Linked DNA regions of Drosophila melanogaster: region 2 is linked to region 1. Evidence: chromatin contacts called from public Hi-C data. All regions are on one chromosome and are shown on one strand. The core of a region is the stretch at or near the end of the contact, and the rest is flanking DNA. Distances in the headings are between cores, read along the strand shown. Region 1 overlaps Imp (IGF-II mRNA-binding protein). Region 2 overlaps dlg1 (discs large 1).

Evidence for each region. Hi-C and Micro-C count contacts between places; a contact is called where the count stands out from the background.
Region 2: a Hi-C map of the OSC cell line shows a contact between it and region 1, with 3 times the contacts expected there. The contact joins two enhancer-like sites.

The regions. Positions count from the first base shown.
Region 1 is chrX:10,799,101-10,804,500 of dm6, reverse strand. The region is part of intron 3 of Imp (IGF-II mRNA-binding protein); the gene reads left to right. Among named protein-coding and RNA genes, the nearest start is that of lncRNA:CR45204, 5.5 kb to the right of the region's middle. Within about 2 kb of position 2,715, at least 39 of the 39 cell types and tissues checked have an H3K27ac peak or open chromatin away from gene starts, as enhancers often do. A contact at or near this core is called in the OSC cell line, where this site is marked.
Region 2 is chrX:11,376,804-11,382,203 of dm6, reverse strand. dlg1 (discs large 1) reads right to left here. Exons shown (of 18, transcript NM_001103486.3): 3 at 5,231-5,362; 4 at 224-348. Among named protein-coding and RNA genes, the nearest start is that of dlg1, 9.8 kb to the right of the region's middle. Within about 2 kb of position 2,038, at least 11 of the 39 cell types and tissues checked have an H3K27ac peak or open chromatin away from gene starts, as enhancers often do. A contact at or near this core is called in the OSC cell line, where this site is marked.

The sequences.
Region 1 (5,400 bases), core at 1,466-3,965:
CGCGCCCCTTCATCTTTTTATTTTTTGACCACCCTTTGTCGTTTTGTTTATGTTTGCATGATGATGGTAATCGTCAAAGCACAAATAAACCAACAAACAACGAAATAAATGGCAATTGTACCCATGCAGTAGGAAGTGGAGCAAATTTGTCATGGATACGAATGTTTATTATACAATTACGGCAAAAGTAATAACACAAAAATGTCAAAATACGTGATTTCTAAAGTTTTTATTTTTTATGAGTCACGAAAGCGCTCTGAGTTTGATTCAAATAATCTCCAATCTGAGCTAAAACATTTTGAGTGTAAATGTTGTTCATATTGTGGTGTGGGATGCTAATTTTGTGACCGAATCTGTATTCCCATGTGTTGCATTGTGTAAAATCGCCATGCCAAACTGATGGTGACAGATTCGCGATGTTTGCATCGGGAGGCGTTTTGTTTGTCAAGTGATGGGCTTCACTGTGGGTGTTGCATTTGCCACTTGGTGGAAAAGCGTTGGACAAGGGGTAGATGTTGGGGGGTGGTCCCCACACTACTGTTCACCAATTTAGGTCAAACCAGCCAGCAACAATGCAATCGTTGTGCTTTTCGCTGCTATATTCGTTGCACCACTTGGGTTTTCCTACCCTCTTTCACTTCTTTTCCTATTTGTTCCTTCCTTTGACGGAAATACCTCTTACACTAAAACTATATGATATTTTTTATAATATTTTATGTTCTGGAGCATGTTTATATGGTAGCTGAAAGTCTGATTTTAAGCATATCAAATAAATTATTTATATATTTATATGCTATTGAAATGATTAATATCCGTTTTAAAGCGATGTGTGTAATATTCCCTAATTCATCATATTGCCATATGTTTTTCTTTCTGTGCAGCTGTAAGCTGAAAACAAGTTTTTCTTTTCCATATGTTGACAAAACAAATTCCTTTGGCACTTTATTTTTTCCTATTTTCACCATGGTCGTTTCAAAGAAATGATGGAGGGGGAAATGCATAGATAAGCTTGGCAAAAGAAAATGCAAGAAAACTAACCTTAGTCTATGCGATCGCAAATGTGTGTGTTTGTTTTTCCCGACAAGCAGCAACTTGTGGAATGTGTCATGAAAATAGAACAACAACTACTCACATAAATGCATATGCTACAAAACGTACATCACACTCCCATGCATATATACATATGTGTGTGGCACATGCGTCATTCAGTGCAGTTTAAATACCAAGCATTCATTTATTCATGAGACAAAAATAAAGTTGCAATCAAAAAGAACGGAACAAAATCAGCCAGCAGATTTCCGATTTTTTCATTCATAAAAATTATACAAAAAAGAATGAAAGAAAAACAAAGAGCATGGGATGAAGGCAACCACACAACGCATTACACACACACACACACACACACACACACACACACACACACACACACATGTCCACGCAATGCAATGTGTGTACTGATAAAGCAGCATCTGTGGGTGATTGCATGAGTGTGTGTACTAGTGGGAGTGCACAGTGCACCGCCTTTTTATATGAGAGAGATAAAAGCTAAAAGAAGAAAAGAAAACATACCAAAAATAAATACGCGAGGGCGCCGCATGGCGTACACAACCATACATACAAAGTATATTGATTGGATTTGGCGGTGTATACATCTTTTGTGTGCATGTGCTACAGCCGTGTTAAAAAAAATAGTGACAACTACAGCCTTATCGGTTGCGTATGATTGTATTTAAAACTAGGTTCATATTACCCTTTTAGATAAAAATCGGATAAATAAACTTTCTATTTAATTGTTTTGTTTGACCTTTTTTATCGAACTCTAATATATAGATAATTATTAATTAAATTAATTATTAGTATTAATTAATTTTCCATTAAAGTGCTAGCGATAATTGCAAAATACCTATATTTCCGCACGCAACTGTTTCGCATTAAGGTCGCTCTTTGATAACAAAACTAAAAAAAACGGCAAGAAAGCCTTACCAGGTGTGCGCGTGTGTTTGTGTGATTGCGCCAGAGGTCATTTGCTTAGAATCGGTCACATGTCAGGTAAAAGAAACAACATTCACACATACACATGTGTGCACACCTGGTTATATGAAAACAACCACGGCATAAAACAAAAACAAAAATGTAAAATTGTTGCACTGACTAGTGCCTAATGAGTGTGAGTGGGACAGAGGCAGGGCGCCGTAGTGAAGAGTGATAAGCGGGAGCGGGAGAAAACGATGCGCTCTCCTCTCTTATTGGATGCAGCCGGTGTACTAGACGCAGAAAAACGAACAACAACAACATAACGCAACGTCAACGAACTGCAACTTGTCATTTGCATTGAAAAGAGCAACAAAAATAACAACAAACCACATAGGCAGATGTTGTGACGCATGCTCAGCAATTACAGTTAGCCGACACAGTTTGACAGCCACTGGATGGAAGGAATGGGAATATCGAAGTGCAAGATTTTCAGTTCAGTAACATGAAAAAGACGAAGAAGGCGACGAGAAGAAATAGCAAACGGTGGCAAAATGTACACGTTTCGCATGCGCTTCCTGGAAAAAGCGCAACAGCGCCCAGTCGAGAAATCGCCTGAGAAATGTGCTGGCATAAACGAATAAAAACAAAAATGAAAAAACCGGTCAAAGCTAAGCGGGAGTGCAGGGAGTGTGGAGAAAATAGCAAACAACTCTTGTGAATGGCAAACGGGATTGGAATGCTGGAATGTCGGAATGCGAATGCATCTTTCACCTATGTATGCTCTCTCGCGTGCTCTCTCTTCACTCTGCTCAAGTCGTAATTTACAGTTACTAAGAGCAGATGATCGCTATGTTAATTTATATACAGCCAAACTAACGAACAAGCATTTGTTAACTTACATTTATTTGTCTTGATTTTTGGGCGTCCTCATTTTGTTTGTCGCACTAATTTTTTGAACACAGCTGTACATAGTTGGACATTCCTGCATTCGGCTTGACAGCTAATTAGGGATCATTCATGAAAACGGAGTTAAAGCCACGAGCAAAGTGTGTGAGAACCGAAAAAATGTAAACTGTTAATTAAGAAAAGTGCCAGACTCACTAAAGCAAACGATTTTACGCAGGGGGAAGAACGAGAAACGAAATGAGCCAGCTCCACGCGTCTTCTCTTCTTTTTTCAATTTTTTCTCGTCTCGTCTTGTTGGCTCTTCTCTCTTCTATCCCGTCTTATTCTCTTTTTCCCCCACTTTCTTGCCCCATTGTTGTTGTTTCTATGTGTGTTTTTTTTTTGTTATCCTGTTGGCGACGGGAGAGAAATCACTTCCAAGAAAAATAAACACGATATTAAATGTGCAACATTCCAGGCGTCGTTGGCGTTTGCCCTCACCGTCGTCTTCCTCTCTCGTTCTTATTTTTATTTTACTCTTCTTTTTTTGGACTCTTCGGAGATCAACAACAACGGGAGACAATGTTAAAATCTAAAATCGGAATTGAAAAATTTCAATAATCTTCAACTTATTTATGTTACTTATAACATTACAGTATAGACTGTAAATTTAAATTAATAATTGTAATAATATCGTAAACCCCAATAATATGCATACCCTCTTATTTCTGTGTAAACAAATTGCTTGGTCATTTGCTTTTGCTCTTTCCCATTATTATTACAATTGAATCTATAAAAATCAGACATTCTTAAAACACCACCTATCTATGAAATTTTTTTTAAAGTAAGCAATTGAATTTTCTGCGGGTAGGAGTATCACATTGGCAGATGAAATGAATAGTATTTCTCTTAATTTTATGCACTCCATCACAATTATGATCCTTGTGCCCTGCTTCGGATTTTAATATATTCATTATTGCACAGCATTATTGCAAAAACGCATACAGCGTCAAGATATTTGCATTCTTAACTTCTGTTTTGCATCTGTTGGCCTAACTTCCCATCCCAAAAATACCCACTGCCATCCTAATGATATTCATATACATATATGTAAATTCGAACCCAAATCATTTGTAATCTCGCTCGCTAAAAAAAAAACTCCTTAAATGCTAGTTCGCTGCTTGATCTCGCTCTGTCTTTGCGTTCATCTTTATCTGTATTCTCTCAGTGCTGCCAGAATACGGGTGAAGAATCTAAAAATTATAACGAAATATTATTCAAGCTACAAACAGTCTTCATAGTTCTAGACGGGGTTTTGTTCTGCAAGATTTTTGACTGATATTAGAGATTTTTCGAACTATTTTCGCTTCAATTCTGGCACCACTTGTTTAGCTACTCGACATTGCTCTCTTTAACCGACTGCTTTCTCCTAACTACTGCTACTACTACTACTACTACTACTACTACCACCACAACTACTTACAACTTTTCTTTATTCGCGCATATATTTTCTTATCTAATTCATTTTCCCATTTTCCGCCCAACTCACCCACTTGCGTCCCCCTCCTCTCTTGTTTTTGGACTTCTACTATCATCACTACCACTGCCACTGCCACTGCCACTTACTTCTACTTACTACAACTACTACTATTTTTGTTTCTTTTGTGTTTGTTTGTTTTTCTTGTTCTTGTGTGTTTTTACGCTATTTTCTTCACAGTGTTACGACATCAAAAATCTTAATAAGCGGCATACCGATGCAAACACGTTTCGAAGACATCGAACCGCTACTGAAGCCCTATGGCATCGTCAAACAGTGTGAGGCTATTTCTAGTAAGGATCAAAATACTCAAACAGTACATATAACATTCGAAAATCCTGAGCAGGCGCAAAGGTATATACTCAAAACTACTCATCTAAAACTACTACTATTCACCTAAATTCAATCTCTTTTAAGGGGATTTGCAGATCTCTCATGAAAAACCATTGATTTCTATGAGGTTTTCCATGGGAGTCTTGTTTTGGGCTTAGATATACATAGGTAGTTGCATATCGTTGCATTGGGCGGGGATGCGAAGATTTGGGGGGCTATATTTATTGGGATCTGTGCAGGATGGATGCGTTGTGTGTGGCTTAATTACCTATGTACCTACCTACCTATATTCCCATATTTAGTTGTTTCTTCCATCATCTAAATTGGCCATGGTTATTCCAAATTTTGATCAAGATTTTGCCAAAAACCATTATTATGTGAAATGAACTTTTATTGATTCACATGGAATTTGTTTGCAGTCAGTTCTCAAATTAAATTAAATGTGAAGGAACATGATACACCTGGATAAATTCATGTAAATACAATTTCATTAAACTAAACTTTGCTGATTTCATACCATTTCCATGAATGTCTTTTAATTGGATCGCTAGCCAAGTGTTTAAAAGGTGCAGACATGCATATTTTTGTAAACTGAATTTTAACCGAATTGCTGCATGCCTTCACCAACATGTGTATACTTTATTGGAGTATGAGACATGGCAAATCTAGAT
Region 2 (5,400 bases), core at 789-3,288, 580 kb before region 1:
TGGATGAATAATCATAACTATGAATTTTGCAGCAGAATAAGTACGTTTCACGAAATGACAGTTAATGATGTTCAAAAGATAAGATCGGTGTAAACAGGTGGATATAAGTTCACTAGTTGGGTTTTACATATTCCCCAGCACTAACTTTCGGCCCAAAAAACACAGGATTTATAAATACTATATAAAACAATTTAAGTTCCTCGATCAAACAGATCCTACTCACATCAGCTATTTTGACTGCCTGGCCATCCTTTTCCCATTTGGTTGCAATTTGCAAGGTCTCCGCTGTCTTTTGTTGTATGCTCTTCGAGTCATCCAATAATGTCAATTCATAGAATTCTTGTATATCTGCAATTGAAGGAAATACATAATTAATAAGAGTATAATAATTATAATTCTTAAAACTATTTTCTTATATTATTCGCTGTTTTGTTCTAGTTTAAGGAGCAATCATGGTTCAGCAGTAAACATTATTTCAGCTTTCAGAAAAAACTTTCCACTTTTAAATGTATAAATATATTTATATAATATTGTATACTTCTGTGAGACAGGTATCGCTACAAAGATGTTTTCCATTCTACATTTGAAGTATATTCAATTCTTGTTTCTATTCTACATTTTTATAATATTCAATTTTAGTTTTAAAAACATCTTATGAGCAGGTTTCTGTCGTTTCAGAATGACACGAGAATGTCATACATTTTTACAAGCAAAAAAAAACTAAATTTAATATGTATTTAATATATGCTATCAATATATAATCAATAGACTTGTATTGCAATATACAAATACTTCAGCTCTGCTCTTTCTATCTACTTCATAAATATTATTTAATTTTTCGTCATTGATGACGCGTTTTCTGCAAATTCTGCCATGTTTGCGTGTAGATAAAAAGTTTTCTTCCAATACTCAAATTCTTTCAATTTCAATTCTGAAAGAAAAGACAACGAGTTAGACAATTTGGCCATTTAATCGGAATACAAATTTGCTTACCTCACACATGATTGTTCCTTCCGAGAAGAAACTCTATTCAAATGGGCAGCTTATCGACCGTTTTTAAGGCTGTTGTTTGTATTTTTTTCGATATTTCCGAATCGAACTTGCTTTTGATTGCCTACTCAGCGGAAAAGGAAAAAATCAAGCTCAAATTCGAGCGAGAGCTGCTGAGTAAATAACTCCTTCACACCAGAACGGATTCTTGGATTGTGAAAACAAACAGGGAATAAATAACAAAAAAAAAGGGGCCACTGCGGTTAATAAAGTTGAACACATTGAATAACGACAACAAGCAACTAAAGTGCAATCGAACGAATAAACAAACGGATCGAAAACTTTGTTGGCATTCTGCAGTTAACTTGTGGTGCGAAAGTACACTGAGAAAAATGCAACAACCAACCGCCGAGTGATCGGAAAAATCAAGTTAAACAACTTGATGCATAAGTTAAATAACATTTAGATGTTATCATTCTTTAAAGACAAATCAGTAAATATTGAATTCAAAAATTTTTCAATGCTTACATACATTTTTAAAATCAAGTGTCGCCTTAATTGTTTCATAGATATTACATTATTTAATCCTCCACTAAACCAGCCAGCTTCTTTAAATTCACATTGTCCGTCGGTGTGAAATGGGCTTTAATTGTTGGCTTAGTGCAGTGCCATAGGAGGCATCGAGCAGCTTTTGCTCGGGAAGCGGAAATCAGAAACTGTCAGAATGCATCTCGAATGCATACATTTCAATGCAAACTGACGCCGCCACTGACAGCGGAAGGGAATGGGCGTTGGGGGTGTGGCTGTGCTTATACGAACACACAATATACCCATATGCTGCTGCCAATATGTTTCGCTTCAACAGCAGTCAAGTGGCCCAAATGGGGGAAACTAAAATCCGACTTTTCAGGGAGAAAAAAAAAGAAGCAAAATTGAAACGAAATCCATGGCGCCCATTTAATTTCCTGCGCCCCAAAACAGGGCAGCCCCAAAAAGAGCAAGCGAGACAGCTGGTCGGATAGAACGAGAGAGAGAGAGAGAGAGAGCACGTAATTCCATGGGGCATTGCTGGGCCACCAATATATTGCATGGAAAAGTACGCGCAGTCATTGAAATGTGTGTACATAAAGTACAGCTCACTGGGAAACTAAAGGTTTCCCGGGGGAACTGTGCAAGGCAATTTGAAACTAAATATTTCAAATTTGCAAAGCTGAAAAGAAACACCCTACTAATATTAATCAAGCAGACGAAACTTTCGAAAACGTTTTCGAACATTATTACAAGCTTCAGATACCTAAAAAAATATATGTTGGCCCTACGATTAAACAAGCAGCTTAGCATATATACAAGAAGTTGCTTAAAATTTGTAAATCTTCAATGGAGAATTGCCTGTATTTTATCGAGAGACCACTGTACCACGTTATGCAATGGATTCGGCCACTTGAACTCAAAATGAGTTATCGAATGCTTTAGAATGCTTTCCCGAAAATGCCCTTTTAAGCATTGTTATTTTTTTCATTCCTCCATTATTTGTGTGCCTTCAATTTGTGTTCTGCATGTTTTTCATCGGTATTTGTGTTTGTTTTATTTTTTATTGCGGCCACATTTTTTAGCTGGCCTCAGCTGAATGCCAATGCCGTTGAAAAAGAGATGCTAAACTTCAGGTTACACCATCTCTCTCTATCTTCATCTCGCTGTGGGGAATTCCAGGAAATCGATAAGACCCCTCAAAAGTATCCACAATATATTTGCATACATATGTATGTATCATTTACAATAGCAGGGGATAATAATAGCAGCGATTTCAATCACAATTTATGTAACTTAAAGTAGCAAATAACTTATTGACTTATAGTAAGCTGCGTATAGATTTAAAAATTAATATCTTATGCTTGTTACAGTTTATCTCACGTATAGTGGTTTTATTCGCTTGACCGCAATCGTATCTCACTCGTAAACATATACACTAGTGTATGTATGTAAATGTAAGTGTGCTGCAGATGATTCCAATTCTAGGCCAATTAAATTGGGATTTCGCCCGCACATGGCTCTTCATGACCTTTTGCCCCCCCCCGTCCCGCACACAACCCCTGGCGCATCCTTATCTCTATCCTTCGCTTCAACTTGAGTGTCAATTGTGGTGCCTGTGCAACACTGAGAACCAAGCCAAAAACTATGGCAAAAAAAAATCAAACTCTGATGCCCAAACATAGTTTTTCCAACGATATTACTCATACGCAGTGTTATTCGGTTGCACAGTAGTAGTGCTTTCAAACGCAGTTGAAATGTTTTCAGTGTTATTACAGCATAACAGATTCAATGCAAATATGTTCAACAAAAGCGGGAAAGAGACGGAAAGAGACTGGAATCTAACCTCAAGTTTGATACTATACCCAAAACACACACACACACACATACGTTTCGGGTGTTTGGGATGCGGCTAATACCTTGTTAATTATTTCACACGCACACACATGCATACACCACCTCAAATTCCCTTGGGTGGACCTTAACTGTGGGTTGATTTCAAGGCTGTGAACTCTTTTTATCGTAATACATGTGACCCATATCTATCATAAGAAAAATCAAGTACTGGCATCGTGTTTAAAAACTCTCTTCTTCAATTTAGTTTAGCTTTCCTTCTAAACTAGCAGAGCGACGTGACTGATCATGTTCTGTCGAAGTGCGACCCTGCGAGTTTTTAAGTTAAGGTCCACCCTTGTGTTTGGCCATACAAAAGCTCCTGTTTTCTAACGTGTCACGTGTTTGGCTTGTTTGCATTTGAGTTTGTGTGTGCTTGTTAGCCGTTTAACATTTCTGACACGCCAAGCGCAGCCACTGAAACTGTAACGATAACGGGAGAAGAGGAAGCACCAGCGGGATACGCCGAACAAGAGGAATAGGGACAAGAAGAACCAAAACAATGGGAAGAATGGAAAGAGGTAGGGGGAGAGGACCCAAGCGAAACGAAACGAAAAGGATTATGCAACTGCCACTGACAGCGGGCAACACAATTTGCACCCAGGGGTCCAATAGAAAGGGACGGGGTCACAGAGCGAGACGCGGAGCGAGCGGGAGAGAGCCATAGGGGACTAGAATGAGATGGAGCACGGCGGTAGAGCAGAACTTTTGCAAATTATACAACAGGCAAGACCCACAAAACAGACAACTGCAAACCAACCGCCCGTCTCGAAATGGATGGACATATGGACAGAGAGAGATGAGAGGCGGATACGTTGCTGAAAAAAAGAAAAGATGGGCGAGCAAAAAAAAAAGTGTACTGCAAACAGTGCTGCCAAAAATCCAAAAGTAGCTAAGAGCTAATCCAGACAAAACTGTCAAATGAGAAAAACAAGCTGTCAAATCTTGGGCAAAAATGTCTCAATAAATGGGAACGGCTTAAAAAACTGCTTAAATATACAATGATAAGGCAACAATGGCAGGGAAATTAACTTTTCTTAATAGGAAAGTATTTAGTTATAGTGATAATTAGGTTCATCTTAAGCTTGAGACTATAGGTAATATGAGGGAAACCAACAAGTTGCTAGTGAAAATCAATGGCTCCTTCGCCATATGCCACCAAAATGCACTCCATGATGCAACTGGAGCACTAATCAGGCCGTCTATCGACCCTTTTGAGTAACCAGAGTCGGTAAAGAAAAAAAAAACAAGCTGAATTAGCCGCATTACTATGGGACGCTTGCTGTTTCCATTGCGCTGCGCTGCTTGGTCTATTTGACCCAAATCCTATGCAATATTATCGTTTTGCTGTCGCTGTTGCTGCAATTCCCTTTGTTGCTACTTTGTGCTCACTGCTTGCTTGTCAAGTGAAAATAATTTGCAACGCGAGGGGAGGGACAAGAAAATCGATAGGCGATAGGCAATGGACGATAGACAACTGCACAGATAAGAACTACTTTTCAAGGATCTTTCTTTCCGGCTCATCAACTACTTTCTAACAATCTTGGCACAAAGTTCGCAACTTTGTTTGCGTTTAAAGTTTCAGAATCAATAGACGATGATGATGAGCTTGGTTAAGGCTCTTGCTTATAACGAACTTGTGAAAAACTTATTTAGCACACTGACCTATATAATAAAGTATTTCACAAAAATGCACTTATCTAGCGGCAATTATTTAGATATTTTTAAAGGCAAAAACTTACGAGCGACGCGAATAGCGTCTAAGATATACATATAGGATATTTTCATCGATTTAATCGATACATTATCGATTACTCACCTAACAGCGCTTGAAACAAGCGAGATTTAAATATGCGTATAACGCGTTCGATTGCAATACGCAGCGCCCGATCCTGCGGCTCCGAAAGTCTCGCGTGGTAGTCCTCGAGCAGCTCGAGAGCCCGATGAGCTTCTGAAATATATAGAGAAAAGAATATGGTTAGTACAAAT